Regions from separate parts of the Pan troglodytes genome. Here region 1 is linked to region 2. The links are chromatin contacts, called in public HiChIP or PLAC-seq maps. All regions are on one chromosome and are shown on one strand. Each heading gives the region's core, a stretch centred on a gene start, on an enhancer-like site or on the middle of the called end of the contact. The rest is flanking DNA. Distances are from core to core; before and after follow the strand shown. Region 1 holds the start of APAF1 (apoptotic peptidase activating factor 1). Region 2 holds the start of LOC104001655 (putative uncharacterized protein encoded by LINC00596).

Region 1 (4,395 bases), core at 1,192-3,691, 140 kb before region 2:
GAGGTCAGGAATTCAAGACCATCCTGGCCAAGATGGTAAAACCCTGGCTCTACTAAAAACACAAAATTAGCCAGATGCAGTGGCAGGTGCCTGTAATCCCAGCTGCTCGGGAGGCTGAAGCAAGAGAACTGCTTGAACCAGGGCGGCAGAGGTTGCAGTGAGCCGAGACCACTCCACTGCACTCCAGCCTGGGCGACAGACTGAGACTCTGTCTCAAAAAAAAAAAACAAGTGTTGGTATCATATGAATATATATAGACGTTTAGAAGTTTATTCATCAAAATGTTTGAGTTACTTCTGAGTAGCAAAATTTGGGATTTCTCCCCCACCTTGTCTCATTTTTTTTTTTTTTTTTTTTTTAGTACAGACGGGGTTTCACCATGTTGACCAGGCTGGTCTTGAATTCCTGACCTCAGGTGATCCACCCGCCACAGCCTCCGAAAGTGCTGGGATTACACTTGTGAGCCCCACCATGCCCGGCCTCTACTGTCAATTTTTTTTAACACACATTATCATTTCTTACAATAAAATACTTCCTTTTTTAATTAAGATTGTATAAAATAGTGATTACATTGAAGTCAATATTAAGAGACTTCTTGTTTTCCTTATCAAACATAAGAGTGAATAGAGCATTGTTACTATTGAGTATTAGTTCTCATTCAAGGAGGATGTCAGCTCTAGGTCCTCCTTGCTAAACACATTTCCCACAAAGCAACAGGAAACACTTTCTGATGTGATTTCTCAGACCAGGAGGACATGAGGAAAGAATAACAGCCTTTATAGTAAAATACTTGACGTTTCTAGCAAGTTTATTTCAAATATAATGCAAATTTTTCCATGGGCATAAAACCCAGTTCACAATCTCTGCCAAGTTTTCAAAACATTAACAGAACTTTACACAATGTATAGAGTGAAAGAGTCTAAACGGGTTTATCAATTCATTCATTCAATACACATTTGTGCGCCTCCCTATATGTCAGACACCAAGACTACAGAAAAGATTGGGTCATTTGCCTGAAATAATTCACAGTCTAGACAAAGAAGAAAAAGAGAGAGAGAGTGGGAATGTGAATGCCCGAAGTGCAAAAACAGAGCACAAGTAACTTGGAGCTCACAGAAGGGGGCAATAATTATCAAGCTTCAATGACTGTTTTTGAAGTCACCAAATGTAGCACTTGGAAAAATAGGGACGGACGTAGGGCATTTGCCTATGCTTGTCAAGGCTTACAAAATGCCCAGCAGGGGCACAAAACTGATAAAAAGTTATTGATTGGAATCAAAACTCTCATTTTTTAAAATGTTAATAACGTTTTTGTCCTCTTAAACATAAAATGTTCCTCAATTTATAGTAATGAAATTCGATGTGAAAAAACAAGAATGAATGAATTTTTTAGGTGATGTCCAATAGCTAAGCAAACAAGACACTCTGGTTTTCTGAAACTAATTTCCAATTTCACCTAGTCCTGTTAAACTAAAATATGCAAATCTTAAATACGTTTTAAAACTGCACAACTTATCTGAACTAAGTCTCAAAACATTTTGTAACCCACAACAAAATGGAAAGCCAAAACTCTTCATGGACGTAAAACAGAAAACAGCGCACGTTTATCCACGAAAACCCCAAGTTTACTACTTCCTCATTACAGAATTTCTCTTCCTGGTACAGGAGCAGGATGGTTATCAAATATTCCATGTCCTCAAATTCTCAGTCCCTGAAATCAGCTACCGAGCCTCCAAAGAACCTGGCTCGGGGAGAAAAGCGAGGAGGTCAACTTACCCAAGCCTTTGCGCCTAGGTCTTACTGGGAAGGGCGGCACTGCCGGGACAAGACTGGGAGACTCCAGGTCGGTGGAGGGAAACGGCAACAGGAGTTTTCCACCGGGAATTAGGGGTGCAGGGCTCTGTCTCGTCACATACCCTTCGCCCCGGGGCAGGTCCGGGCCTCACAGGCGCCTCCCCTGGATCTCTGCAGCCCCGGGGCGCACGAAGACCCCCAGGGACCTCCGAAGGTTGGCGAGGTGGGCGTCCACCCAACGCAGCCTGACCCCACAGTCCCGGAACGCCGCGGTGAGGCCCGGCCCACGGGCCGCCCTCCGGTGGACCCCACTCCTGGACACAAAGGGAGGAGGTCTTCCCGGCCTGTGGCGCCCTTCCCCCGACGGCGGCTGCACCCCGGAGGGAGCCCGGCGCTACTCCGGATGCCGCTGCGGCACCTCAAGTCTTCGCGGGTCGCCGACTGCCCAGACTCCCCACCTCTGGTTCTATCCCTTTTGCCCGGGATAGAGCAGTCACGTCCACTCGCTACCTCTTCTTCTCCGCCTCTGGACAGCGGAACAGTCAAATCCCGCCGGATCCACCCAGCCCGGACGGCGCGCGCCCGCTTATGCAAATAAACACACCCCAAGCTCCAAGGGGCGGCCACCGCTGCCGCCGCGCACTCCTGCCACGGCTCGTGCCCGCGCCCGTAGAAGTGCCCGCCTACCCCGCGGACGGGGTGTGGCTAAGCCTCAGGGACGCGCCGCGTTCCCACCAATGCCGGACTCGGGCAGCGGCGGCGCGCCCGACGTGGCGCGCGCGACCCCTTCGTCCTGCCCCTCCTCCTCGGGTCCCGTCGGCCTGCGCGCGCCCGGGAGTTTGAATTTCCTCGGATTTGGAGCAATATCGCAGTGGAAGGCGCTGTGGGGTGAGGTCGCCGCCCACCTCTCCTAGGAGAACTATGGAGCTGGCAGCTGAAAGACTCAGTGAAGCAACGAGGATGGCGGGGAGAGGGAAGGGGCTGGGCTCTGGGCGGTGCCAAGTCTGTGAGGGGGCGCGGTCACCGCCCAGGGTTCCCACGAACGCCAAGGCGGCCACGTCCTGCTCCCCCTGGTGAAGAAGCTACCCTGGGCTTGTCGTCCTAGGGTCTCCAGACATGTCTGAGGTGAAGAGCCGGAAGAAGTCGGGGCCCAAGGGAGCCCCTGCTGCGGAGCCCGGGAAGCGGAGCGAGGGCGGGAAGACCCCCGTGGCCCGGGGCAGCGGAGGCGGGGGCTGGGCAGACCCCCGAACGTGCCTGAGCCTGCTGTCGCTGGGGACGTGCCTGGGCCTGGCCTGGTAAGTGGACGCGAGGCTGCCTGGGCCGGCCTCCTGTGGGCCCCCTGCTGTTTGGGCTCCCACCCGGCTCAACATCCTGCCGGAGGTGATCCAACCTCCCAGACCTGGGCCTTCTGTGCCTCTGTCTTGACCCCAAAGGAAGGAAACAGCCCAGCCTTGTTTTTCCCTTTCGGGCGTTTCTTGTATCTCATTTTCCCCCGTGCTGGTAGCATGCCCCTATCGCTCAGAAGGAGTTGAGGCTAAGGTTTGGGAACGAGCCATTTGTTAAGAGCTGCAGATTCGGCCACGCTTTCTGAAGCTCCCGCTACACGTCAGAAGCGTTCACGTTGTTATAAACCGTTACTTCCTGTCCGCTGTGCCCCATTCCGGGACACATCTGCCCCACCCTACTCACCCCATAAATAGCTAATGGAAATACGTGCAACCTTAAAACAGATCATTATGTTTGGAGACCGAGGCAGGTGGATCACTTGAGGTCAGGAGTTCGAGACTAGCCTGGCCAACATGGTGAAACCCCATCTCTACCAAAAATACGAATAATCAGCCGGGCGTGGTGGCGGGCGCCTGTAGTCCCGGTTCCTCCGGAGGCTGAGGCAGGAGAATCGCTTGAACCCGGGAGGCGGAGGTTGCTATGAGCCAAGATCACACCACTGCACTCCAGCCTGGGCGACCGAGCGAGACTCCGTCTCAAAAAAAAAAAAAAAAAAAAGAAAAGAAAAAAAAAAAAAAAAAGAAAACCATACCATTATGATCCCAAAGGAGCAAACGTTATAGTAGCAGAGCTTGGAGGAGTGCTCATATTTTGATCACCGTGCATGCATTATGAATTTAAGGTCTTTTATTAAGTAAGTTACAGATTGAATATGGTAAAGCTACAAAAACATAGCACTTGTGTTCACTTAAAACTAACCAGTTGCAGTTTTAAAATCAGGTAAATGGCGATATATTGGTGTCATTAGGAAAAATGAATATTAGAAATAACCTTAAAACCAACTCGTAAAAAAAGAAAAAAGAAAAAAACCAACTTGTGAGTTTTATTTTCCCAGTCTTTTTTTTTTCTGGGGGGAGGAGGGAATAGCCCATTTCATTTTAATAAGATTGGCATCTTAATAGAATTTTTCTCCATTTTTCATTCATGTGTAAAGTTATTTAGTAAGACTGTTGTTAATCTTCCAGAGTGATAGAATTTTAGAAGAGACCCTGGACATCTAGACATTTTTTATGCTATTACATATGGAATTATACTTTACTGGTGACTCATCCCAAATAGTGTATTTTTCAGAGTTAAAAGATTTGTTACGGCTGG
Region 2 (4,856 bases), core at 2,184-4,683:
CTTGTTTTATAGGCCGGAGGTCCTCAAACTTTAGCTTGCATCAAAACGGCTGGAAGGTTTGTTGCTGTGCCCCACACCCAATTTTCTGAGACTGTAGGTCTGAGGTGAGGCCTGAAAATTTGCATTTCTAACTTATTGCCAGGATGGTGGTCCAGGAACAGTTCTTGGCCATTTTTTAGTCTTTGTGAAGCTGGCTGGATTGTCTTAGTCATGAATTATAGTTCTGCATTGCCCTCAGAATAAAATCTAAATTAGTTGGAATGGCACACTGATCCTGTATGCTGACGCCTATTTACCTCTCCAGCCATTCTGCAGAACTAGTAGTTCTTGACGGAAGCTCTATTCGTTTGCTAGGGCTACCATAATCAAAGTAAACAGATATTTATTTTCTCAGAGATCTTGAGGCTAGAAGTCTAAGATCAAGAGGCCAGCAGGGTTGGCTTCTTCCTAGACCTTGGCTTGTAGATGGCTACTCTCTTGCTGTGTCCTCACATGGCCTTTCCCCTGTGTGCACACATCCTTGGTGTCTGTGTGTCCAAATTTCCTCTTATAAGTATGACACCAGTCAGCCTGGATTAGGGCCCACCCTAATGGCCTCATTTTTACTTAATAATGTCTTTTTTTTTTTTTTTTTTAAACAGAGTCTTGCTCTGTCACCTAGGCTAGAGTGCAGTGGTGCGATCTCGGCTCACTGCAACCTTTGCCTCCCGGGTTCAAGCAATTCTCCTGCCTCAGCCTCCCGAGTAGCTGGAATTATAGGCACCCGCCACCACGCCCAGATAATTTTTCTATTTCCAGTAGAGACAGCGTTTCACCATGTTGGCAAGGCTGGTCTCCAACTCCTGTTCTTGTGATCCACCTGCCTCGGCCTCCCAAAGTGCTGGGATTACAGGCGTGAGCCACTGCACCTAGCGTACTTAATCAGGTCTTACGATCATTCTGAGGTACTAGGAGGGAGGGCTTCAAATGAATGTTGGGGAGATGAAATTCAGCCCATAAACTGGGTGTGGTGGCTCACGCCTGTAATCCCAGCACTTTGGGAGGCTGACGCAGGTGGATCATGAGGTCAGGAGTTCAAGACCAGCCTGGCCAACATGGTGAAACCTTGTCTCTACTAAAGATAACAAAAAAAAAAAAAAAAAAAAAATAGCTGGGTGTAGTGGGGTGCACTTGTAATCCCAGCTACTTGGGAGGCTGAATCGCTTGAACCTGGGAGGCGGAGGTTGCCACTGCATTCCAGCTTGGGTGACAGGGTGAGACTCCATCTCAAAAAAAAAAAAAAAAAAAAAAAGAAATTCAGCCCATAACAGAAGCCATTTCTTCCCTCTGGCATCATTTGCATATACTGCATATATCTTAGCTTGGACCAATCATGTTAACTCATTTGGACAAAACCATATTTTTGTGATGTAGATGGAGAGGTTGTATCACCTTGTTATAGCCTCATACAACCCAATGTGGAGTTACTGTCCACTGTTTTAGCACCCCCATACCACTCTGTTCATGTTACTTTCATGGTTCTTACCAAGTAACATGAACTTACCCCAACACATTATGGCGTTTGGTGGCTTAACATATCTGTCTCCTGATGCTCAAAAAAACCCATTTTTACTCAGTGTATCCTCATCCTTAGTGCTTAGCACAGTATCAGGCTCATCAGAGTTGGCAGTCCATAAATACCCGTTGAAATGGATGATCTAATTTTAATCCAAACAGGAGAGGGAAGAACAAACCACACCATGTGCAAATATAATTTCCAGGTATACTGCTACATTAGGTTGAATCAAAAGAAATTAGTATTTGGTATTTTCAAAATACTAAGCAGAAAACCTCAGGAATTTTACAAAACATATCATCAAAATCTAAAACTATTAATTTCTCATAGTCTTGCTATTCATTTTTTGTTCAACAAATATTTGACACTTACGTGTAGGGCACTATTTAGTACTAAGAGTCCTGGAGCTTGCAAATGTGAACAAGAAGCTTTGCTTCCTGCTATTAAAGAGATTAATAGTCAAAAGTGGTGACTAGTCATCACTCGCATAATCGGTGAAAACATAAAAGGCGCCCAGTCCAACAGCTTTTCCCACATTCCTCCCCGCCACCCACCTCCAGAAGGAGTCTTGCTTGGTCACTCAGGCTCACTGCAACCTCCGCCTGCCGGGTTCAATCAATTCTTCTGCCTCAGCCTCCGGAGTAGCTGGGATTACAGGTGCACCCCACCACGCCCAGCTAATTTTTGTATTTTCAGTAGAAATGGGGTTTCACCATGTTGGCCAGGCTGGTCTTGAACTCCTGACCTCGTGATCCACCCACTTTGGCCTTCCAAAGTGCTGGGATTACAGGTGTAAGCCACCAAGCCCAGCGGTCACACATTCTTTCAACTGTTTGTTTCCACCTTTATTATAAAGTATTTATAAAGAGGGATCCAGAGTCCCTCACCTGGTTCAGAACCTTGGGTGACCCTTGGCAGGTCACTAACCCTGTGAGCCACAGCCACATTTGTAAAAGTGGGATAATAGTCACACATTGTGAGGTTGTTCACAGTGTTGGCACATGGTAAGGGCTAAGACACTTGATTAGCATAATATTCAAAATTAGAAATTGTACACTATTGTACTCTCTTTCAAAAGGCAAACAGCCTAAAACTGTTTGGAAAAAACAGCTTGTACAGTATATTGTACACTTCCTGTGATAGACTAGTGGACTGATACACCCACTAATGCACAGCAGTAATAGTCCACCTCTTTACACATTATGCATGTTAAGTGACAAAAAAACTCACTTTAAAAGGCCAAATGATAAAAACATCAGCCTTGAGGCTCTTCGATATAGAGTAAATCATATCTTCCTGCAAACCAAGGATTAGTATCATAATACCTGAAAGAGGAAAACTTAACTCTAACATTCAAGAAAATTGGCGGCAGGAATACACCTCGGCTTCTAGGAGTCGGTAGTTTAAAATACAGGAGGAAAAAAAAAAAAAGCTTGACCCCGACGTGATTCGAACACGCAGCCTTCTGATCTGGAGTCAGACGCGCTACCGTTGCGCCACGAGGTCCTGCTGGGCTGTGGCTCACGCAGTTTCTTAGGACACCAGTAAATGGCGTTTCTTCCAGGGGTACCCGTCTTTCTCTTCCATTTACTCTCTGCCCCTCCACCCAGTATCTGTCGGACCAGGAGACCGATTCCTTCAGCGTCCAAACTTTCCTGACTGCTAGTCCTCTAACCAAGGCTGGGACGTAACCAGCGGAAGCGGGAGAACGGGGCTTCCCGTTTAGTCGGGTCTCCAGGATCAAAGGAAATTTGGCCCTTCCTTTTCTTTACCAAATGATTTCCGTTCTTACCCGCCCTGCCCCCGCCCCGTTAGGCGCGAGACTCCGCCCTCTCTCCCCTCCCCCAACAGGTTCCGCGCGCTGAGTTCGCGACCTCGAGTTGTAATCTGGCGGGGCGCCACTCAGCCGGCGCAGGCCTTCGCAAGATGGCGGCTGGAGGCAAGGGCAGAGGCCTTCAGAGCGTTTTCTTTTTCCCTTTCCTCCCTTCCTGCAAACAATGTAAGGCATTTTCTCTCAGGGGAGGCTTTCACTCCATGGTGGGCATTAAGGTTAAAAGTCACCATTTTGAAGACAGGGTTGTGCACTTAAGGGAGCTGGTTTAGCATATTATGTTTAACAGCAGTGTCCTGTCATTGAATGATACAGAAAATAATAACTGTCGCCAAAAAATACAGACATTTATCTCCCCGTCGGGGAATTGAACCCCGGTCTCCCGCGTGACAGGCGGGGATACTAACCACTATACTAACGAGGAGCTGTTAGAAAGGGTATGTTTTTTCTCAGACAGCCCTTCAAGGAGCAGTAAGATCCTTCCAGCGCTCCGTCACCTTCCGCCTGCCCCCGGGAAGTACGAAAGTCCGGTCTCTTGGAGCCGCTGCTTAGGCTTATTGTCCTCTCTGGGCGCTTTGTATTCTTGATGTTGGTGGGAAGAATAAAAGGTGTGGAATATGTGAAGCAAACGCGCTTCCCATGTTAGTGCTAGAGAAGTGTGTGAAAATAGTTTTTCCGAGGCTCTTGACGCTTTCTAAATGATTTAGGTTGCGGGCCTGAGTTTGTTTTTTTTTTTAACTGACCACTGGTATGTGACTTGCGGCTGAGCCTTTCCCTTACAAATTTATACTTTCACTCTGAAGTTCAAGTTCAAGGATAGCATATGGCTGCCAGATGTCTGGGACAGTTAGGGTTGCCACGGTCTCGTGCCTCTTCAAACAAGTCATAAGTCTTTTTTTTTGAGAGGAAGTCTCGCTCTGTCCCCTAGGCTGGAGTGCAGTGTTGCGATCTGGGCTCACTACAACCTCCACCTCCAAGGCTCAAGTGATTCTCCCGCCTCAGCCTCTCGAGTAGCTGGGATTACAGGCGCGCACCACCATGCCTGGCTAATTTTTGTATTTTACTAGAGACGCGGGGTGTGTTTGGGGGGGGGGTTCACCATGTTGGCCAGACTGGTCTCGAACTCGTGACCTTTAGTGATCCACCTGCCTCGGCCTCCCAAAGTGCTGGGATTTACAGGCGTGAGCCACCGCGCCCGGCCAATTCACACACTTTTGTAACACAAAAGCGCCCAATGAAATGACCAGCTGCGGGCAAATGAAATTTTATCAAAATTTTATCAGCCGACTTCTGTTTCGCTCTCTGTAGGCGGCTACAGTTTAACTGGAAGTGACAAACGTAAGTATGTAAATGGCTAAATAATAATGCGTTTAAATAATTCAAAACCAGGATGTGCCACTGATTAAACATATGGGTTAGGAAAGTGCACTAATCGGATAATTTGATAATTTGTGTCATCCTAAACCCGTT

Evidence for each region. HiChIP or PLAC-seq counts read pairs in DNA pulled down with a chosen protein or histone mark.
Region 1: an H3K4me3 HiChIP or PLAC-seq map of stem cell-derived excitatory neurons shows a contact between it and region 2, with 4 times the contacts expected there. The contact joins the promoter of APAF1 here to the promoter of LOC104001655 in region 2. A contact is called at or near these places in 1 of 7 Hi-C or Micro-C datasets (stem cell-derived neural progenitor cells), 1 of 1 datasets of contacts at active chromatin or transcription factors (stem cell-derived excitatory neurons) and 1 of 1 other capture datasets (stem cell-derived neural stem cells).

The regions. Positions count from the first base shown.
Region 1 is chr10:105,468,745-105,473,139 of NHGRI_mPanTro3-v2.0_pri, reverse strand. APAF1 (apoptotic peptidase activating factor 1) reads right to left here and starts at 2,441. Exons shown (of 27, transcript XM_003313880.6): 1 at 1,777-2,441. It overlaps IKBIP (IKBKB interacting protein), which reads left to right and starts at 2,761. Exons shown (of 2, transcript XM_024348248.3): 1 at 2,761-3,089. The coding sequence starts at 2,911.
Region 2 is chr10:105,333,606-105,338,461 of NHGRI_mPanTro3-v2.0_pri, reverse strand. It overlaps LOC104001655 (putative uncharacterized protein encoded by LINC00596), which reads left to right and starts at 3,433. Exons shown (of 6, transcript XR_008538329.2): 1 at 3,433-3,554. It overlaps TRNAW-CCA (transfer RNA tryptophan (anticodon CCA)), which reads right to left and starts at 3,061; the gene lies at 2,990-3,061.